2 separate regions of the Ovis aries genome follow, and region 1 is linked to region 2. A link is a contact called in public Hi-C data. All regions are on one chromosome and are shown on one strand. Each heading gives the region's core, a stretch centred on a gene start, on an enhancer-like site or on the middle of the called end of the contact. The rest is flanking DNA. Distances are from core to core; before and after follow the strand shown.

Evidence for each region. Hi-C and Micro-C count contacts between places; a contact is called where the count stands out from the background.
Region 1: a Hi-C map of mixed tissues shows a contact between it and region 2, with 3 times the contacts expected there. The contact joins the promoter of ATP8B3 here to the enhancer-like site in region 2. A contact is called at or near these places in 4 of 16 Hi-C or Micro-C datasets (hypothalamus, mixed tissues, retroperitoneal adipose tissue and 1 more).

What each region holds. Positions count from the first base shown.
Region 1 is chr5:41,810,492-41,815,112 of ARS-UI_Ramb_v3.0, forward strand. ATP8B3 (ATPase phospholipid transporting 8B3) reads right to left here and starts at 2,166. Exons shown (of 26, transcript XM_060416491.1): 1 at 2,066-2,166; 2 at 709-767; 3 at 144-235. The coding sequence starts at 757.
Region 2 is chr5:41,694,191-41,698,660 of ARS-UI_Ramb_v3.0, forward strand. No RefSeq gene overlaps it. Among named protein-coding and RNA genes, the nearest start is that of TCF3, 11 kb to the left of the region's middle. Within about 2 kb of position 1,576, at least 33 of the 54 cell types and tissues checked have an H3K27ac peak or open chromatin away from gene starts, as enhancers often do. A contact at or near this core is called in hypothalamus, where this site is marked.

The DNA of each region.
Region 1 (4,621 bases), core at 916-3,415, 120 kb after region 2:
CTGGACCAGTGACTCTGCGAGGCCAGCACTACAGTCCTCAGGACCAAGTGGGAGAACCCAGAAGGCAGAGCCCCGGTGACCACTCTCCCTCACTGGCAGGTCCCCAAAGCCCATGGGAGCGGGGACGGGGGAGGCCTGCCCACCTTGTACTTCTTTCTCTGCCAACACAGAAAGACCTTCTCCTTGAACTGGCTGTTGTAGGCCCGGTTGTTGGCCTGCACTTCCCAGGTGAACTCTGGAGGATAAACACAGGCTAATGACACCCCAGAGGAGGGCTAATGGGCCCCTGGGGGATCTAGCTGGTAAACAGACAGGAGGGCCCTCGATCTCTTTACACGGTAGCTACCTGCTTGGGGAGCCCAGGTAGATCTGAGGATCCAGCCACCCCGAGACAACCCCTAGGCCATGGGAGACCTATTCACACCCACTCCTTCTACAGACGGGTAAACTACAAGGCACCGGGGATGAGCTCCAAGGTGTCGGAGGCTCCATGCCCGGCCCAGGTGCTCTGGGTCCCAGGCTTCCAAGTCCTGAGTCCACCCTTCAGTCCCAGGATTTTGAACTATCTGTAACCCCATGAGAACCCCACACTGGGCCTCCTGTCTCCCCACTTCAGCCACTGTACTTTCTAACGCCCCTTGGTGGAGCCCACCTTGTGCCCACACCTTTTCCCCCCACCCTATGCCCACGCTTCGCCCAGACATGCACCTGAGTTCTTCTCCTCGTCAAGGTCTTCTTGGTACGTGAGACTGCCCATGCTGGTGGGGCTGTCGGACAGAGTGGCCTGAGGTCACACTGGCGGCTGTATAGTGCCCACCACTCCAACCTTCTTGGAAAAGTAATTTCCTATGCCCGCCTGCTAAAGTCTCCTCCCCAGAATCTGAAGGTCCAGTCACCAGCTGTGAGTCCTTGCTCACTGCTGTGGTCACCTGGCCACTGTTCCCCACCCCACAGCCCCGCACGGCCCTCTGTAGTCCAAGCCCCTATTGCCGCTCCTGGAAAGGCGCACACATGTCCTTCCACACAGCACAGGACATTCAGCCTGGTCAGGTGTTCGATCGATTTCTTTGTTGACAGACTAAATGGGCCCCCAGGGTTCCCTGTCATATCTCAAAAGGGAGTTTATGAGGCCAAGGGGCTGAGAGGTCTGAGTGTGGCCCTGGGGTAGCAACCACCAGACTTCCATAGAGCCAGGAGCCTGGTCCCTCCTAGTCCTTCAGTGCCCCTGGCAGCTCCCCAAATGACCCCAGCCCCAGCACTCCACACCCCTGGTCCCACTGTTCCCTCTGCCAGCAGGACCATTCCCTCTTGACAGGCTGGCCGGAGGCACCTCACCCATCTGCTCTCAGCTCATATTTCTCCGATGGCCCAGGCTCGTTCTGGAGCCTCCTCTGGGCCTCCCTTCTGCCTGCAGGGTCCCCCATTCCAGCTCTGATCACCCTTTTACTGCTTCTTCCCCCATCTGGGTTGCCTGCTGAAACCGGAACCTCCTAGAGCAGGGACTGCTGGCGTCTGAGTCATTAGTGTCCCCAGGGCCCCGGGGTGGGATGGCCTGGCTCAGGGCCGGCGCTGATGCTCCTGGGAGCCTGATGAAGGCCAGTGCCCATTTGCCAGATGAGAAAAAACGAGGCTCGGGGTGAGTGAGGCTCAGCCTGTGGGACCAGAGCCACTAGGAATCCCGGCCCGGGCCAGATGGGGTTAGAGGGCTGCTGCCGGTCAGAATTCACGCAGTGTTTTGGGGGATGGCAAACACGCCTCCCCCAACAAGGGCTTGCTTCCTCCTCAGCGCACTCTAGGCTCACCAGAACGTCCACTAACCCCGGGGAAATCCCGAGCATTCCCACAGCGAAGCGACGCAGGATTCGATGCCCAGCCCCTGGAAAATGCACCAGGAGATCTCGGTCCACTACAGACCGTGAGCTCCGGCGCCCGTCCGGACCCTGGCCCGCGCGGACCTCTAGGGGGCGCCGCCTCCGCCACGGCCTCCCGCCTTCAGGCCCGGCGGAGTTCAGAGAGGGTGCGCGGGCCCACAGATACACACAGCTGTGGAAGCGCAGCCGCTCACCTGCGCGGGCTGGGGCGGGTGGGGCCGGGCTGCCTGGGTCAGTCGCTGGAGTTCAAAGCGACGGACGTGGTGGAAGCTGTTAGCCGGGTGCCAACGGGCCTGAAACGGGCGGCGCGGGCGCGGGGCGGAGCTGGGCGGAAGGGCGGAGTCTAGGGCTGAAGGGGTGGCCAATACCAAAGTAGGGGCGGGGTCGAAGGCGGGGTCGAGCGAGGCCAAACTGAACAGGGTCAAAAGAGGCGGAGCCCGAAGGCAGGGCCCAGTGACCTCGAAGAACGGGGAGAGAGCGGGCGGGGCTAAGGTGCGGGACGTCGAGGGCGTGGCCTGAGCGGAAGGTGAGTCCAAGGAAGAAGGGCGTTACCCAGAGGCAGGGCCAATACCGAAGGCGGGGCGGGGGAGAAGGCGGGGCCGAGAGTCATCCACGCCGAATAGGGCTCGAGGGGGCGGAGCCTAGTGTGACTAGAGGAGCTAGAGGGGGCGGGACCAAGGGGGAGGGGCCGAAGGCGGGGCCGAGTGAGGCCTTGCCAGAGGGGCTGGATGGAAGTCTTAATCTGGGCTTTTGTATTTTGTATTATGGCAAACCTGTTAGTTCATTTCAGTCGCTCAGTCGTGTCCGACTCTTTGCAACCCCATGGACTGCAGTACGCCAGGCTTCCCTGTCCATCATCAACTGCCAGAGCTTACTCAAACTCATGTCCCTTGAGTCTGTGATGCCATCCAACCATCTCATCCTCTGTCGTCCCCTTTTCCTCCCGCCTTCGATCATTCCCAGCATCAGGGTCTTTCCAAACGAGTCAGTTCTTCGCATCAGGTGGCTTTTTATTTTTTTCCTTTAGGATGGACTGGATGGATCTTCTTGCAGTCCAAGGGACTCTCAACAGTCTTCTCCAACACCACACTTCAAAAGCATCAATTACTTGGTGCTCAGCCTTCTTTATTGCCCAACTCTCACATCCATACATGATTACTGGAAAAACCAAAGCTTTGACTAGATGGACCTTTGTTGGCAAAGTAATGTCTCTGCTTTTTAATATGCTGTCTAGGTTGGTCATAACTTTTCTTTCAAGGAGTAAGCATCTTTCAATTTCATGGCTGTACTCACCATCTGCAGTGATTTTGGAGCCCCAAAAAATAAAGTCTGTCACTGTTTCCATTGTTCCCCATCTATTTGCCATGAAGTGGTGGGACCAGATGCCATGATCTTCGTTTTCTGATGTTGAGTTTTAAGCCAACTTTTTCACTCTCCTCTTTCACTTTCATCAAGAGGCTCTTTAGTTTTTCTTCACTTTCTGCCATAAGAGTGGTGTCATCTGCATATCTGAGGTTATTGATATTTCTCATGGCTATCTTGATTCCAGCTTGTGCTTCATCCAGTCCAGCATTTCTCATGATGTACTCTGCATATAAGTTAAATAAGCAGGATGACAATATGCAGCCTTGAGGTACTCCTTTCCCAATTTGGAACAAGTCAGTTGTTCTAAGTCCAATTCTGACTGTTGCTTCCTGACCTGCATACAGGTTTCTCAAGAGGCAGGTCAGGTGGTCTGGTATTCCCATCTCTTTAAGAATTTTCCAGTTTGTTGTGAATGACAAACCTAGACAGAATGTAGAAAAAAAAAAAAAAAAACCCAGAAACATCACTTTGCCTACAGAGGTCCATATAGTCAAAGCTATGGTTTTTTCCAGTAATCATGTATGGATGTGAGAACTGAACCATAAAGGCTAAGCCCTGAAGAATTGATGAATTTGAAAAGTGGTGATGGAGAAGACTTTTAAGAATCCTTTGGACTGCAAGGAAATCAAACCAGTCAATCCTAAAGGAAATTAACCCTGAATATTCATTGGAAGGACTTATGCTGAAGCTCCAATACTTTGGCCACTTGATGTGAAAAACTGACTCATTGGAAAAGACCCTGATGCTAGGAAATATTGGAGGCAGGAGGAGAAGGGGATGATAGAGGATGAGATGGTTGGATGGCATCACTGACTTAAGGGATATGAGTTTGAGCAAGCTCCAGAAGATGGTGAAGGACAGGGAAGCCTGGCATGCTGCAATCCATGTGGTCACAAAGAGTCAGACGGGTTAGAAGTCAAAGTCTTCTCCAGTATCACTTTTCATATGCATCAGGGCTTAGCCTTTATGGTTCAACTCTCATATCCATACATGACTACTGGAAAAACCATGGCTTTGACTATATGGACATCTGTCAGCAAAGTGATGTTTCTGTTTTATATTCTGTCTAGGTTTGTCATTCACAACAAACTGTGGTCTCAAAGGACACGGGGGTATGTCCTTTAGTGGTGGAATATTGCACTCGGTGAGGTGGGTTGGACCTGGTTGAAGCTGGGTGGGGCCACAGGGTTGGGGAGAGGCTAGAGGCAGAGGAAGGATGCTGGGGTGTTAGATAATCGGGAATTAAGTCTGAGCCATGGGCCTGGGTTCTCTCTCATTCAGTTCAGTTGCTCAGTTGTGTCCTACTCTTTGCGACTCCATGAATCACAGCATGCCAGGCCTCCCTGTCCATCACCATCTCCTGGAGTTCACTCAGACTCACATCC
Region 2 (4,470 bases), core at 326-2,825:
CATCTCCCTCTGTGTGTGTCTCTGTCTTTCTTGGTCTCTGCCTCTCTGTGTTTCTTTGTCTATCTGTCTCTCATCGGAGCTGGGGGACTAGCCCCATTTCAGGTCATTAGGATCTCCCCTTTACCTCCACCTGCTGGGTGTAATCACGTGAACTGAAGGACCCCCACCTCTGCACCCCCGCTGTGGTCTCTATCCCTCCCAAGATAGGGAGCCTGGGACACCCCTCTTGTGGGCTGGGGGACCCTGGGCAAGTTTCCCAGATGCAAAGTCTGTGGGCACCCTCTCTGGGCCAGGGGTAGGGTGGGCCACAGCCAGTCTGGGAAGAAACAGTCACTAAGGAGCCACTTTACAGGCATCTGAACCCGTCCTGGGGGGGGTCCCCTACCTTAGTGGGAGGGGATACGGAGGCCAGAAGTGATCCTGCAGGGGGGTGGGGTGGGGTGGGGAGAAGCCCAGCCAATGCAAAGGCCCTGATGCCTGGGGCAACCCTCAGCCAAGTTCCTGGGTCCTCAACCCCAGGTCACGGAAGCAGACTCATCTGCCCACTGCCCCACGTGAAGACCCCTCCCCCACCCCGGAAGTGTGCAGGCAGCCAGGAGGGCACTGGGGGTGAGCAGGGAGCAGGGTGACTGCCTCCCCGGGGCCCTGACTGCCCAGTCTCTACATTCCCCCACGTCTGCCAGTACAGCCATCCCCTGAAACCTCCCTGACAATAGACTCCGACACAGCGGAAATATCCCCAGGGGGCTGTGGCTTGATCACCCCTTGATTTGCATTTTTACATATTAATGAGGGTGGAGCTGCTAATTCTGCCACGTTGTTTTAAAGGTGCAGAAACGCTGGAACTGCTGAGGAGTGAGGAGGGGGCATTCCTCACCAGGAGTAAGGAAGGGGGGCCTGGGTCCCCAGATACAGGATCCCTGTCCCTCCGTCTCAACCGTTGCCCCTTGGGTCACAGGGTGGGGTCCCCCAGTCTCTGTGCCTTTTGCTCTTGAAATTGGGGCATCAACCTTGGGGGCTGCGGGGCAATGGGAAGTCTGGAATTTTCTGTCGGGAGCTCTATCCTGAGCATCCCATGGTGGGAAAGTCGAGAACTGAGGATCAGACTCTGCCGTAAAATCTTTGGATTCCGTCATAGACTCTGGATCCAGCATCATCTCCATCTTCTGAGTTCAGGCCGGAAACCCCACTCCCCACCACCACTCCCCGCAGCCCCGGTCGGGGAGAGGGGCGTTCTGACCCCACTTGTGGCCCTAGGCTCTCTCAGCCCAGCCTCAGGACTCCTTCCAGCTCCCCCTTGCACATGCTGCTCCCCCGCCAGATGCTTCTGCTTTCCCTACAAGTTCACCTCTGCTGTGGCCCTCCAGGCCACCCTGCCCACGCGCCTGTTTAGCCCTGTCACCTCCAGGTCCCCATCCCGAAACTGGGAGACCGAGGCACAGGCTGGCGAGGTCACACAGGGTCCCCCCCTCAGACCACTCCCCTCCCGTTGGCCGCGGGGATGGGGGCTGGACCCTGGGGGTCCTTGCGGCGGTACAGGCCAGAGGTGCGCACTTGGGCGCGTGCTGCCACCTGGTGGTGCCCTGAGGTGGGTCTGAGGTTTTCCTCCGGCCTCGGAGACCCCACTCCAAGGAGCACAGCGCGCGCTGGGGGACCCAGGAAGTCCTCGGGTGCAGGGATACCGAGGCGGGCCACAGTCCACGGGCCTGGGGGCGCGGGCAGCAATGGGCAGGATGGAGAGGCTTCAATGATGAGGAAGGAAATGGAGGCCCGACCCGGCTCCCCTGTCCTGACCTTCTCCAGACCCCTCCCGTCAGGCCTGTGACTGCTCCAAAGCTTCCCGTTCCATTGTCACCCTAATCTGAACATTCTATGTCCACACAGACCCCTGGCCTGACCTGATGCGAGGTGTGAGCGCGGGGCAGGGGAGACTCCCGTACGCCGCCGGGGACAAACGCACTGGGGGCCCCGGGGCCAGTGTCCACCAGGGGGCGTCCGCTGCCCAGAAACCCGCGGAGGCCTGCTGCGCGCGGTGGCCGTCTGCGCACGCGCGTGCCCGGTGCCGGTGGGCTCTGGGTGTTCGCTGCGCTTGTGATGTCCACGTGTGCCCGGTTGGGATCTCGCACGTGTGAGTGCACTGTGCTCGCGTGTACGCAGCTCTCAGCTGTGCTCACGCGCTCGGTCCTACCAGCACGCTGGCGTGTTCATGTGCTTCAACGTGTTTACCTTGCCCTGCAACAGCTTGGTTGGGTACCGTGTGCTCAGGACCTGGCGCGTCCGGGCACAGGCGGGCACAATTTTGTTTGCACTTGTGAGGCCTGTTTATCCACGCGTGTGCACCTGGGATTGCCATAACCAGACGTCCACATTTCCTTTGTGCATCGATCTGTCTGCCTGCCCTCGAGAGGGGTCCTACCTGTACGTCTCCAAGTACTGCCCGGCATATCTGCAGATGCGCAAGTCCTGGCAAACACGTGTCCACGTATTCTGGCATGTTTATCGAGTGTTTACACATGTGCATGCTCACGTGTGCACCGTGATGGGGCACACATACACACGTGTGCTCGGGGATGTTAATGCATATCTCCATGTCAGGGCTTCCCTGGTGGCTGGCTCAGACAGTAAAACATCTGCCTGCAATGCAGGAGACCCGGATCCAGTCACCGGGTAGGGAAGATCCCCAGGAGGAGAATCCCCATGGAGAATCCTATGGACAGAGGAGCCTGGCGGGCTACAGTCCATGGGGTCACAGAGTCAGACACAACTGAGCGACTAACACACACATGCATGTACCTGTGCTTACAGCCACAGCCCACACTCAAGTCCCCCTTCAGAGACACTGCTCCCAGCAGGACCCCTTCCCACCAGTCAGCTGTCAGAACTCTCTAACAGGTCCTCCCTGAGGTCCTGACGTACATTTTGCCCTTCCCTGCTCTCCCATTCTTGCCTCTCTCGCCTCCACCCAATCTCCTCCCGCTGGTGGTCACAGGCTCCGTGTCACCTGCAGGTGTCACATGTCACCTACAAGGAGACAGGGAGTGTCTGGCTGTGTTGACATCTGGGCCTTTGCTGTGGCCGTTCTTTCTGGCCCAACTTCCCCAGCTGCTCACATGTCCCCAGCTCAATGTCACCTCCAGCCAGTGCTGCCCTCCACCACGTCCAAGAACAAGGAAAGCTTGTTCCTTTCCTTTGTTGTCCTAATCTGGGTCTTGGCTATTGCCTGTCCCCCATGAGGAGTCATGCTCTGTGATGTCACCCCTGATTTCTGGCATCCCAGGGCCACCTACCTGAGAAACTGGCAGAAGGACACAACCCACGGTCCCCTTGATTATGGGAATCTATGCCGTGCTCTGACAACCCAGCCACTGTCAGCCGGTCCTGGAGAGGCTCCACCACGGCAGAGCCTGCCTGATATCCAGCCGCCCCCACGTCCTCTCCACTCTCATCTCTCTCCCTAATGGTTCCCTCTCCTCTCATCAAACTTCTGTTCATCCTGTAGGGCCCTATTCCATTGGTCCCTCTTCTAGGATGCCTCACCTGGTCTCCTGGGGGTGAATGGATGAGAGGCTGCCATGGAGGCAGGGTGATGGCGAGTGGTCCAGGCCAAGTGTACAGACAAAAGCCCATCAGTGGTGCATCAAAAGAGGACTCCAGGGAGGGGTGAATGCCAGTTCCTGGGTGCCCTGCAGCGGTTGGCAGAGCTGACAAGCTGCTCAGGAGGTTCTGATGTGAGCAGTGTATCCCTCTACTGTGCTTCTCTCCTGTGCCTCTGTCCTTCCCTCTGCCTGTCTGTCCCCTCCCTCTATCCCTACCTCCCTCTCCTCTCTCCCTCTGTCCCTTGGTCACCCCTGGCCTGGCCATACCCCCAGCCACAGGGGGCCATCTCCTTGGCAACAGTGGCCATGGGGCCAGTGGCTGGATCAATCTCTTCTCACCCGGGTAGCCCTGACCCTGGACCCGGAAGGTGACAAGGAAGTAGGGTCAGGCCTGGGGTCTGAGCTGGAGGGATGTTGTGGGGTTAGGACAGGGGTCCCTCAGCCAGGGCAGCGGTGGCGAGGCGTGGAGAGGGAGAGAGGGTCTCTGGTGGTATGGTCAGCAGAGTAAGAGGTCAAGTGAGCCCTGGGCACATAATGACTTCAAGATTTGCCCAGGCCTGTTCTTCCCAGCACTAGTCACTATGTGCGAGGACCTGGAGGAAGGCTCAGTCATTGTCCCAGTTTGCAGCTAACAACAAGGACGCCAGACTGGGCCCTTGTCACAGCTGGCCCTGAAAATCAGGGCTGTGTCCACAGCACGCCAGGCAAGTCCACATTCCTGAGTTGGCTGCCATCACAGCTTCTGGAAGATTCCAATACTGCTACTGAGCAGTCCGCCATCACTGCTTCTAGAATATTCCCCCCATCACCACTTCTAGAATACCCCATTGTCACAGCTTCTAGAATATTCCATCATTACTGCTTCAAAAATATT